Regions from separate parts of the Mus musculus genome. Here regions 1 and 3 are each linked to region 2. A link is a contact called in public HiChIP or PLAC-seq data. All regions are on one chromosome and are shown on one strand. The core of a region is the stretch at or near the end of the contact, and the rest is flanking DNA. Distances in the headings are between cores, read along the strand shown. Region 1 overlaps 1700045H11Rik (RIKEN cDNA 1700045H11 gene). Region 2 has its middle 26 kb from the start of Slc45a1. Region 3 has its middle 25 kb from the start of Errfi1.

Region 1 (3,239 bases), core at 216-2,715, 150 kb before region 2:
TAGTTCATAAACGAGTGAGCCGTTGACAGGTTATTTTTTTTATAACTTTTTATAGAAGTGTAATTCAGGAAAGGTAAAGATCTATTTACTGTTCACTGAGCTGCCTGACCTGGCGTTAAATAGTCCTCTACAGTGGGTATTTGTAATTGTTTCCTTTAGATGGAATCTGAAAACTGAACTAATGACGTATGGAGCCAAAAGCACAGCTAAGAGAGTAATTCCCAAGCTCGATGTTTTATGTGTGCAAGCTAAGTGGATTTTCTCCATACTTCACGGAAGAAGTAAGGCGACCACCGGAGCGCTAAAGAGGAGGTCCTTTGGTATTTGAATTATTTCACTGAAATAAGATCAGGCTCGAAAAACCTCTTTAAAACTAAGGTGATGTTTCCAGAAATAAAGATCACATAGTGGTTGCCTGAAACTGAGTCTGAATTCTTTGGCTCTTCATAAATCCAGATCTAAACGAGGTCTCATGGTGTGTGCATGCACCCCACCACTAATGAGGCTGAGGCAGGAGGATTGTGAGTTGGAAGACTTCCTGGATATGTTCTCTCCAAAGGCAAAGGGCTGGAGTGCCCAAAGTTCTGAGTTCCATCCCGGCAAGGAAACAGGAAATGAAATCTACAGGTATTTTGAATATGGAAAGGCTTCTCTAATTTGTTTACTTTGAGGGAATTTAGTGGTTAAAAGTCATTCCAGATGTTCTCAGCTGGAGGAGAGAGATCGGCAAGGAGAAACTTGCCCCTTAAGAACCTAAGTGTGGGGTGGGCACCTTCGTGGGGTGGGGTGGCTAGAGAGATGGCTCAGTGGTTGAGAGCACGGACTTCTTTTCCAGAGGTTCTGAGTTCAATTCCTGGCTGAAGAGGGATTTACTCTGACACTCCTGTGAATGTGGCGGAATCCCTTTCCCTAGGACAGTTGTCTCTTGTGACCTGACTGGCCTGTAGCTAATTGGTGATTAAGGCCTTGAACGCAAGCCACGAAATGGCTTCATCTGTCCCTTCCTCCACCCGTCAGCTTTGCCCTTGCGCTGTTCTGGGTCTCAGACTTCCCTCTCTCTAATCCAGGTTTTGTCACGCTGCCCACGGTGATTCTTTGGACAGCAGTCCTCCACCGTGTCAAATCCTTCCTGTTCTGCCTGTTCAAATCCTCCCAACATCACTTCTCAAAGTGACAGAAAGACAGGATGAAGCACTGCCACAGAATAAAACAAGATCTAACCCAGGGCCCTGCCTTCCTAGGTATCCGAGCCTCAGGGACCAACCATTATACCCGGGTCTGGGCTTTCCCTTCACAATCCAGCCCTACTACCCTCCTGCCCAGGGGATATTTGCCACCACCGCCTCCCCAGTTACCCTTCCCTGGGGCTACTTCCCTCTCCTGCCTTTTCTCAGCTTCCGGTCCACCCAGCTCCTATGCACTGCAGTCTCAATCCACAGGATCTACTTTATTGACATTGTCTTCCCTACTTGTGTCTAAGGATTGGGGTTTCCTGCCAGTGCCTCGCCACAGGCAACGGGCCCAAGGACTTGTGATGCCCAGGTCCCTGATTTTGCTACTTTGTTTTAAATCTAACTCTTTCTTGAGTTATTTCCTTGGGATAAATCAATCAAAGTAAAATGATCAGATCAAAGGAAGCGATTAAATCTTTGGGCACTAATTGCTGGTTGGCCAGCCAGATCAATTGCTCTAATTTACACTTCCAAGGGTTCCATTCTTCTCCACATTTCTCTGTCAGTGAGTGTCTGGTTTTATTTCAAACCTCTTTCTTTAAACTTCACAAGGAAAGAGAGAACAAGGGAGGGAGGGGAGGGTCAGAGAGAACACCAAAGCAGAAAGCACGCAGTCCTCTTAGTTGTATGTCTCTGAGCGATTAGTTTTATAACAGTCTGTTGGGACTCCACTGTTTTTTGATCAGAAGAATTTAATACCTGAAATCCCACCCACCCCACCCCCCTCCGTAAGTTTCAATTGCATGAAGCACACATGATTAAGGAAAACCACAGGACTGTAAACTCCAGAGCCTGAGGATCTTCTTTTAAAAGGGGCAGCAGGCTAGGGGAACAGCCCAGTGGGTGAACTGCTTGTTGTACCAACACAGAGACCCAAGTCGAGATCCTCAGGACCACGTGACCCCCCCCCCCCATCCTACCCTACCACCCCAAGCATGGTGACACAGGCCTGCAGTCCCCAGTGCTGGGGTGTGGAGACAGGAGGATGCAGCAGGAGGGGGTGGGGACAATTGGCAACCTCCAGATTGAGTGAGAGAGGCCTGTGTCTTAAAAACAAGATGGGGAACAGTGGGTGAGGGCCCCTAGTGTCGATGTGTACTCTCTACCCTTGAACATACAGGCACAGGAATCTTGAAGCACACATACACACATGCATGTTGCATGTACACATGTACACATGCTGGTCACTTAAAACAAAGAAGAAAAGGACAACAGGGTTACCGACAATTGGAATCAGACCCTCTGTCTGGACCTTGGTATTTTCATCTACTGGATGGGAGTCTGTAGAATTTCAGTAGCAACAGAGGGACCGGGGTCATTTAAGAGATATCCAATACACTGTGTAAACAAACTCACGTGAGGACAGAGAAATGATTGATTAAGCGCTATTAAATCAGCCCCACCCCCCACCCCCTTTCTTTTTAAATCCAGCAAAAGTAAAGAAGAACCTTTAGGATTAGCAAACAGCTTTTCAGCGAAGGGCAGCGATGTTCCACGTCAGCTCACTCAGGCCCGACATGATTCGGCCCAAATTGATGGATGGCGTGCAGGGTTATCTACAGCAGTTAGTCAGGGTGATTTTCCACTGAAGGTGGACTCTGAGGACCTGCAGGCAGGAAGGGGTTAAGCCAGGTGCAGAGTGAGCTGCAGACAAGGCCAGGGCTCATTAGAAATCTGGTATTTCAGGTTGGACTGGCCTTTGGGAACGGCTGCTCCTTTGTTCAGGGGCAAACACACTTTAGATCTGGCTGCACTCTCAATGGTGACTTGTGGAAAACAGAGGCTTTTCCAGCTTTAGAGAGTGAGGCCGGGCCTCTGAGCAGAGTTTACAAATCCCAGACACCAATGCCAGGGTTCCTCAAAGCTACATTGTCCTGTGTAATTATAGTCACCAAAGAGGTGGCTGAAGTAGCCTGCCGCTGTCAGGAGACTGTTCAGGGCTTGCTGTCTGCAGAGCTTCACACGTTTGCCTGTCTGCTATTCTTATATTTATTCCCTTTCCAGGTC
Region 2 (3,333 bases), core at 820-3,319:
TATATGAGACAGGGTTTCTCTGTGTAGCCCTAGCTGTCCTGGACTCACTCTGTAGACGAGGCTGACCTTGAATTTACAGAGATCCATCTACTTTTGCCTCTCAAGTGCTGGGGTTAAAAGTGGGCGCCACCAGGCTGGTGTAATGGCTCAGTGGGTAAGAGTACCCGACTGCTCTTCCAAAGGTCCAGTGTTCAAGTCCCAGCAACCACATGGTGGCTCACAACCATCCGTAACGAGATCTGACGCCCTCTTCTGGTGTGTCTGAAGACAGCTACAGTGTACTTACATATAATAAATAAATAAATCTTTTTTTAAAAAAAAGTGGGCGCCACCACCCACTCTTTATTAGGGTTTCTATTGCTGCAACAAGACACCATGACCAAAAGCCAGTTGAGGAGGAAAGGGTTTATTTGGCTTACACGTCCACACTGCTGTTCATCATTGAAGGAAGTTCTGGCAGGAACTCAAGCAGGACAGGAACCTGGAGGCAGGAGCAGATGCAGAGGCCACGGAAGGTGCTGCTAACTGGCTTGCTCCCCAAGGCTTGCTCAGCCTGCTTTCTTACAGAACCCTGAACTACCCACAATGGACTGGACCCTCCCACATCAATCACTAACTAAAAAAAAATGTCTCACAGCAGGATCTTATGGAGGCATTTTCTCAATGGAGGTGCCCTCCTTTCAGACGACTCTAGTTTGTGTGTCAAGTTGACACAAGACCAGCCAGCCCACCATCTTTTTTCTTGGATCATGTGACATGGGGGCTCTGGAAACATAGCAGAGCGTGAAGCTCTGGATGGAAACAGGATTCATCTTCTATGTCATCTAGTTTCCTGTCACCAAGACAGACCCTGAGGAAACCCTCAGCTTCGCTCCCTCCTGCCACCAACAGTAACAGTTGCCTAAACTGATTTCTAGGACCTTTGAGGTCTTTGAACAACCTGAAGCCTGCAGCCATTCACTTTAGTCTGTGTAAGGCTGGTACCACTATGACGTCCCAGAACTCAGGCCTGCGCTCTCCGAGCATGCTACCGCTAGCGTTTCCTGAGCATGCGCTCTCCGAGCATGCTGCCGCTAGCGTTTCCTGAGCATGCGCTCTCCGAGCATGCTACCACTAGCGTTTCCTGAGCATGCGCTCTCCGAGCATGCTACCGCTAGCGTTTTCTGAGCATGCGTGCTATGAAAGCCCATGCTGCTCGCTCGTGTCATAAGTAAAGGCTTTTGATCTTGCCTGCGGCTCAGAAGTCCCTGTTTCTTAGCTCATAATTATATAATCTGGGGCTGGCAAGGTGGCTTGGCAGGTAAAGGCTCTTGCCATGAAAGGTTGACGGCCTTCGAGCGAGAGTTCAATCCCCGGAACCGCCATGAAAATGGATAGAGTTGACTCCACAAAGCCGTCCTCTGACCCCTGCAGCGGCTTCACCACACACATTGTTTCTGGAGAAGTGGTGTGCACACTTAGGTGCTAGAGGCAGGAGGATTGCCCCAAGTTTGAGGCCACCCTGGCCTGCACAATGAGTTCCAGGCGAGCCAGAGACACTGGCTCCAAATAAACAAACAAGTGAACAAAGAAACAAAACTCAACACGGGCCCACTGAGGAGGATCAGCAGGTAAAGGCTCCCAAGCCCCACAACTTGAGCCAAGTCCCTGGGAACCCACAGGTGGAAAGCAAGAACCGACTGGCCATCAAACCTTAATGAGAAGAACGAAAGAGAGAGAGAGAGAGAGAGAGAGAGAGAAGGTAGAGGTGACTACTCCTTGGTATGGTGGAGGGAAAGTTTATTATAGACCGTGGGAGAGCATAACCAGAGGCAGACACATCTGGGAGAGTCCAGAGTGGTCTTGACCCTGAAGCATGGGAGGAGAGGGGGAGGGGCAGGGAGAGAGGGGAGCCAAGTATAGAGCCAGGAGCCAAAGGTGCAAAAGAGGCAGAGAGGGTAGGTGACCAAAGCGTCTGAATTATATAGGGAACAGCCTCTGGGGGAAGGGCAGCCCAGCCCCAGGCTGGTGGAAGGGAGTGGGGGGGGGGGATGCCAGACTTACGCCATAGCAGGTAGGGACTGAGGGATGCTGGGAGAACCTGGAGGCCAGGTCCACTTTGTTATGTTAAATAGGCAGCACTCCAGACAGAGTCCACCCCCAGCCCCCCGTTCAACTGATCTAAAGCTCATGCACCCTCCCCCCTCCCCCACCTTCCTCCCCCACCCCCTCCCCCACCTTCATTTCCGCCAGCTTTCCCTCCCCGAGTTTCAGGGACATCCTGGAACAGTGTGAGATCCCGTTGCTATGCAGGCTTCTCCTGCCAGTGGCTTTTCTTCTCGGGGTGGGGGGGAATGCTCTTGTGCCATTGCCTGGGCTAATCGGATAAAAGCCGTTTGGCTTCCTTTCCAACCTTCCTAAACCTTTATTCCCCCAACATTTAAAAGAAGCCTCAAAGGAGAAGAATTATGGTGCGCTGCCCAGCCAGGGGTAGCGGGGTGTGCCTGCTGAGAGAGGGCTTGTCCGCTTTGTGCTTACAAAGTAGGTGGCTTGCCACTCTTTCAAGAAATATTACCGCACAGGCCATGGCTTAGCATTTACATGGATTAAATGGTCCTGTTTCCCCCAGGGACCACTGCTTCAGAAGCCAGAGTCTCTCAGCCTTTGTCCTTCCATGCACCCTACTGTGTACCTACTGTGCACCTTACCATACACCCCACCAAACACCCTACTGTGCACCCTACCATACACCCTACTGTGCACCCCACCATACACCCTACTGTGCACCCCACCATATATCCTACTGTGCACCCCACCATACACTCTACTGTGCACCCCACCATACATCCTACCGTACACCCTGCCATACACCCTACCAGCACAATCCTTATAAAAAGACTGAAGCAGAAACTGCAACCAACTTGTTGAGTTCTACCCTAATTTTTAAATATATATCATTATCTTGAAAATTAACACCTTGTAATTCCCCCTTCCCAAGACCCCCTGCTGTTAAGCCAACATCTGAGCCTACAGTTGTCCTTTGGCCCAGGTAGATGATGACAGGAGACACTTTCTGGCTCTGGTGTGTCTCTGAGGCAAGGGAGTAGCTGGTAGTGGTGTAATGTTGGTCTCAAGGTTTTCTGAGGGGAGCCTGAAGCTGGGTCCCTGCTCTCCTTCAACAACATTGCTGTTTGCAATAAGAACACACAACATGTAAAAGTGTTCAACCATTCATTAGAAACTTGAACCTTCCCAGAGGGAGACAGTTTATTATAGCCACAGACTAAGAATTAGACATTGACCCAGGTGTGGTGGTGCACACCTTTAATGCTAGCACTCAGGAGGCAGAGGCAG
Region 3 (3,193 bases), core at 104-2,603, 200 kb before region 2:
GGACTGAAAGGGTCATGCAAAGGAGCTGAGGCTTGGCACCATGAGAGAGCCTCTGGTAAAGCCTAGTTGCAGCAGAAGACCCCAGTGTATGGAGATGCCAGTACCATGAGATGATCACCAAGAACAGCAGCAGCAGTGGAATAGATCAACTTGAGCTTCGAGTGCTACAGAGGGCAGAGCTGGAGGAGCCCAGAAGTTCACATGTGGATCCCAGACACTGAAACAAAAAGCTGTAACATTGAAGTTGCCTTGGAGACCCAGAAATGTTTGCGATGCCAGAGCGGTGGGCTATCTTCTGAGGTATGTTGCTAACAAGGAGTGGAACCAGCCCAAGAGAAAGTTTGTTGCAGTCGACAAAGATGAAAAAGGAAGTTGGAGATGTGAAGACTGCCTTGAAATCAAACATGGAGATGCAGAGTTTGGAGTTTGCCCAGGTGGTTTCCTGTCCTGCTTTGGGGATTGCAGTTAAGTGATTAAATGAATCTCAGAAGAGACCATGAACTTTGGACTTTTAACATTGTTGATAATACTATAAGACTATGGGGACCTTTGAAGTTGGACTGAATGTATTTTGCATTATGCTATGTTTAGATGTGACTCCCATAGACTCATGTTTGAACAAGCCTATGGGGGCCAGGGAGTGGAAAGTGATGGTTACTATATGCTCAGCCCAGGGAGTGGCACAATTAGAGGGTGTGGCCCTGTTGGAGTAGGTGTGTCACTGTGGGTGTGGGCTTTAAGACCCTCATCCTAGCTGCCTGGAAGTCAGTATTCTGCTAGAAGCCTTCAGATGAAGATGTAGAACTCTCAGCTTCTCCTATACCATGCCTGCCTGGATGCTGCCATGTTCCCACCCTGATGATAAATGAACCTCTGAACCTGTAATCCAGCCCCAATTAAATGTTGTCCTTATAAGAGTTGCCTTGGTCATGGTGTCTGAGCATTAAAACCCAAACTGAGACACAAGGTGCCTCTCTGAGGAGTGGAGGGGACCTGGAGAGGGCTAAGTGTTAAGTGTTCCAGCTCTGAAGGGACAGGTTTCCCCTATAGAACTTAGGTTCCAATTGCCAGGAATGTTTTCCCAGCCAAAGAGTTACAGCATGGCTCAAAAAGTCATCAGAAGCCAAGTAATACCACAACACACGGCACAACAAACCTCACACAAGAGATTTATTGAGACAGAAACACCTAGGATGGTGGCTTCCTGTGCTTGAGCAAGAATCAGGAGAGAAGTGGGCGGGACAGAGGGTTTATATAGGGTTTCTTGGGGGAGGGGGTGTGGATCTTCTCAGGGTGGCCTGGGATTGGAGGGATTACGTGGTCTGATCTTTAGGACAAGCCTCAGGGATTGGTGGAACTTTGTTCTTCTTGTAGGGCGGGGCCTGGCCACTCTACCTCAGGTCTGGGACCTGAAGACAACCTTCCTTACACAATGACCTTAGGTCTGGGTGATAGTGCCTGGGTACTCTTGGCCTTAAGGCTGGGAACAGCAGTCACAGCTGTTTTAAAAGCCTTTCCGGCCAGGTGGGGAAGTCTGGGGGCGGGGTCTGGCTCCCCTGGAGCGGCTCAGACTGAGGGTGGGGGTGGCTGAAGGAGAGGCCTGGCTACTTCCCAGCCTTAAAGTTTTATATAAAATATATAAAATTTGCAAAGGGAGTCTAGGAGTAAGAAAAGCCTTCCCTGGCTGCTTAAGTTGGCACGCAAAGCCAGCGGCGGGAAAGGAGAGGAAGAGGGACGGAATGGGCTTTATAAAGAGTACTCCATGTGCGATGAAGACGGTAGCTATAGGAGGCGATTTAACAAGGGTGGGTGGGGACGCACCAGGTTCCGAAATGTGGGCAGTTTTCCTAACAGATACGCAGTGGCTTCTGAGCCTCTGACCGCTCGCGCGCGGCAACTGTTCGCGGCTGCAAGTTTAGCGCTTCGCTCGCTCACACAAGGGCTGGACCAGTGCAGCCAGCTGGGAATCCGGAGTGCAGTATGGGACAGTTCCAAAAATTCACCTAGAATGGAAAAACCCCAGGATGCCGTAAGGCACCGCGTGTGATCACCTAAATGTCGGACAGAGGTTTCTTCCCTGTGGTTAGTTGATATCCTAAACAGATAACCGGTTGCCTACAAATTTGGGCCACCTGGCTGACATTCTATGTCCCAGAAAGCTGAGGTCAAAGGTGCATCCAAACAGGCTTTCTCACAGCCTGCCGCGGGCAAGAAATGTTATCTCTGGGCCGTGCACGTGATCTGCCCTAAACGGACGGTGTTATAAGGCCTCAGTGAACCGAGCGGGGCCATTTAGTGGATCCAAGTCCATTCAAAGATGAAGGCTGTGTGTGTGTCTAAAAAGAGGGTGTAAGCGGGGTTTCTGGAAGGACCGTTCAGATACCCTTCTTCTCCCAGATTTATCTAGAATCCCGTCTCGTTTTTTGTTTTTGTTTTGTTTCCCCCCACCCCCACCCCCGGATGCATTGGTGGGTAAAGAAGATAAACTCAAGAAGAAGCCAGAGCCTGCAGTTGTGCGACAAAGAAGGGGATGGCTCTTCCAAAGTAAAAGTGGAGGTGGAGAAGAGAGCAACAGAGGCCTGGTCTTGGTCTGCAACTGGTGCTGGCTTGTCAAAGCGGGTAAGATGGTGTGGGTGGCTCGGGTGGGAGCGCGCGGACTGTCGAGCTCTTCCGAGGAGGGGTGCAGACTGGGAAGAGAGCAGTTAGTGTCAGAGAGCTTCAACACCCGATCGATCGCGGTTCCCACAGGGCGTAGCGACCTTCTTTAGGTGTCTATCCAAAAATACCTCACTGTTCTCTAACAGCGAGGAAGGTTGGTGGAGCCCTGGACGGCCAGCCGACAGCAAAGAGGACCGTTCCAGTCCTCAGCTTGAAGGTCCGCAGGCCGTACCTTTCAACATTTAGAGCCCGAGGATTCTTCGGTAAATCACCCCAAGTCGGCCACTAGTGGTGGGCTTGGGCCATCCTGTTCTCATGGTAGGGAGAAAGTGACAAGGAGAAATGCATAAAAACTAAAGACAGATAAGACAAACAAGAAACGCAAGAGCGGTCGGTCGGTCAGGTTTATCTACTGGACCTCGGATTAACAGAACCTAAGGGACATCAGATTAACAGAATCCAAGAACCTTGTGGACGCCCCAGCCCCGACACCCGGCCGTCTCCCCCAGGGTCAGAAAGCAGGAGACATGATCAG

What was found. HiChIP or PLAC-seq counts read pairs in DNA pulled down with a chosen protein or histone mark.
Region 1: a contact with region 2 is called in an H3K27ac HiChIP or PLAC-seq map of embryonic stem cells, with 25 read pairs. The contact joins two enhancer-like sites. A contact is called at or near these places in 4 of 484 Hi-C or Micro-C datasets (Th1 cells, bone marrow-derived macrophages, embryonic fibroblasts and 1 more), 10 of 115 datasets of contacts at active chromatin or transcription factors (bone marrow-derived macrophages, craniofacial prominence, embryonic basal ganglia and 5 more) and 2 of 9 other capture datasets (embryonic tail and embryonic trunk).
Region 3: an H3K27ac HiChIP or PLAC-seq map of embryonic stem cells shows a contact between it and region 2, with 3 times the contacts expected there. The contact joins two enhancer-like sites. A contact is called at or near these places in 1 of 39 promoter capture datasets (the SN4741 cell line), 4 of 15 datasets of contacts at CTCF or cohesin (the NIH/3T3 cell line, embryonic stem cells and large pre-B cells), 22 of 484 Hi-C or Micro-C datasets (B cells, CD8 T cells, the G1E-ER4 cell line and 12 more) and 26 of 115 datasets of contacts at active chromatin or transcription factors (CD8 T cells, the NIH/3T3 cell line, bone marrow-derived macrophages and 14 more).

The regions. Positions count from the first base shown.
Region 1 is chr4:150,825,402-150,828,640 of GRCm38.p6, reverse strand. It overlaps 1700045H11Rik (RIKEN cDNA 1700045H11 gene), which reads left to right. Exons shown (of 4, transcript NR_040649.1): 4 at 160-416. Among named protein-coding and RNA genes, the nearest start is that of Gm42356, 19 kb to the right of the region's middle. Within about 2 kb of position 1,465, at least 10 of the 459 cell types and tissues checked have an H3K27ac peak or open chromatin away from gene starts, as enhancers often do. A contact at or near this core is called in embryonic stem cells, where this site is marked.
Region 2 is chr4:150,676,742-150,680,074 of GRCm38.p6, reverse strand. No RefSeq gene overlaps it. Among named protein-coding and RNA genes, the nearest start is that of Slc45a1, 26 kb to the right of the region's middle. Within about 2 kb of position 2,069, at least 33 of the 459 cell types and tissues checked have an H3K27ac peak or open chromatin away from gene starts, as enhancers often do. A contact at or near this core is called in embryonic stem cells, where this site is marked.
Region 3 is chr4:150,878,696-150,881,888 of GRCm38.p6, reverse strand. No RefSeq gene overlaps it. Among named protein-coding and RNA genes, the nearest start is that of Errfi1, 25 kb to the right of the region's middle. Within about 2 kb of position 1,353, at least 15 of the 459 cell types and tissues checked have an H3K27ac peak or open chromatin away from gene starts, as enhancers often do. A contact at or near this core is called in embryonic stem cells, where this site is marked.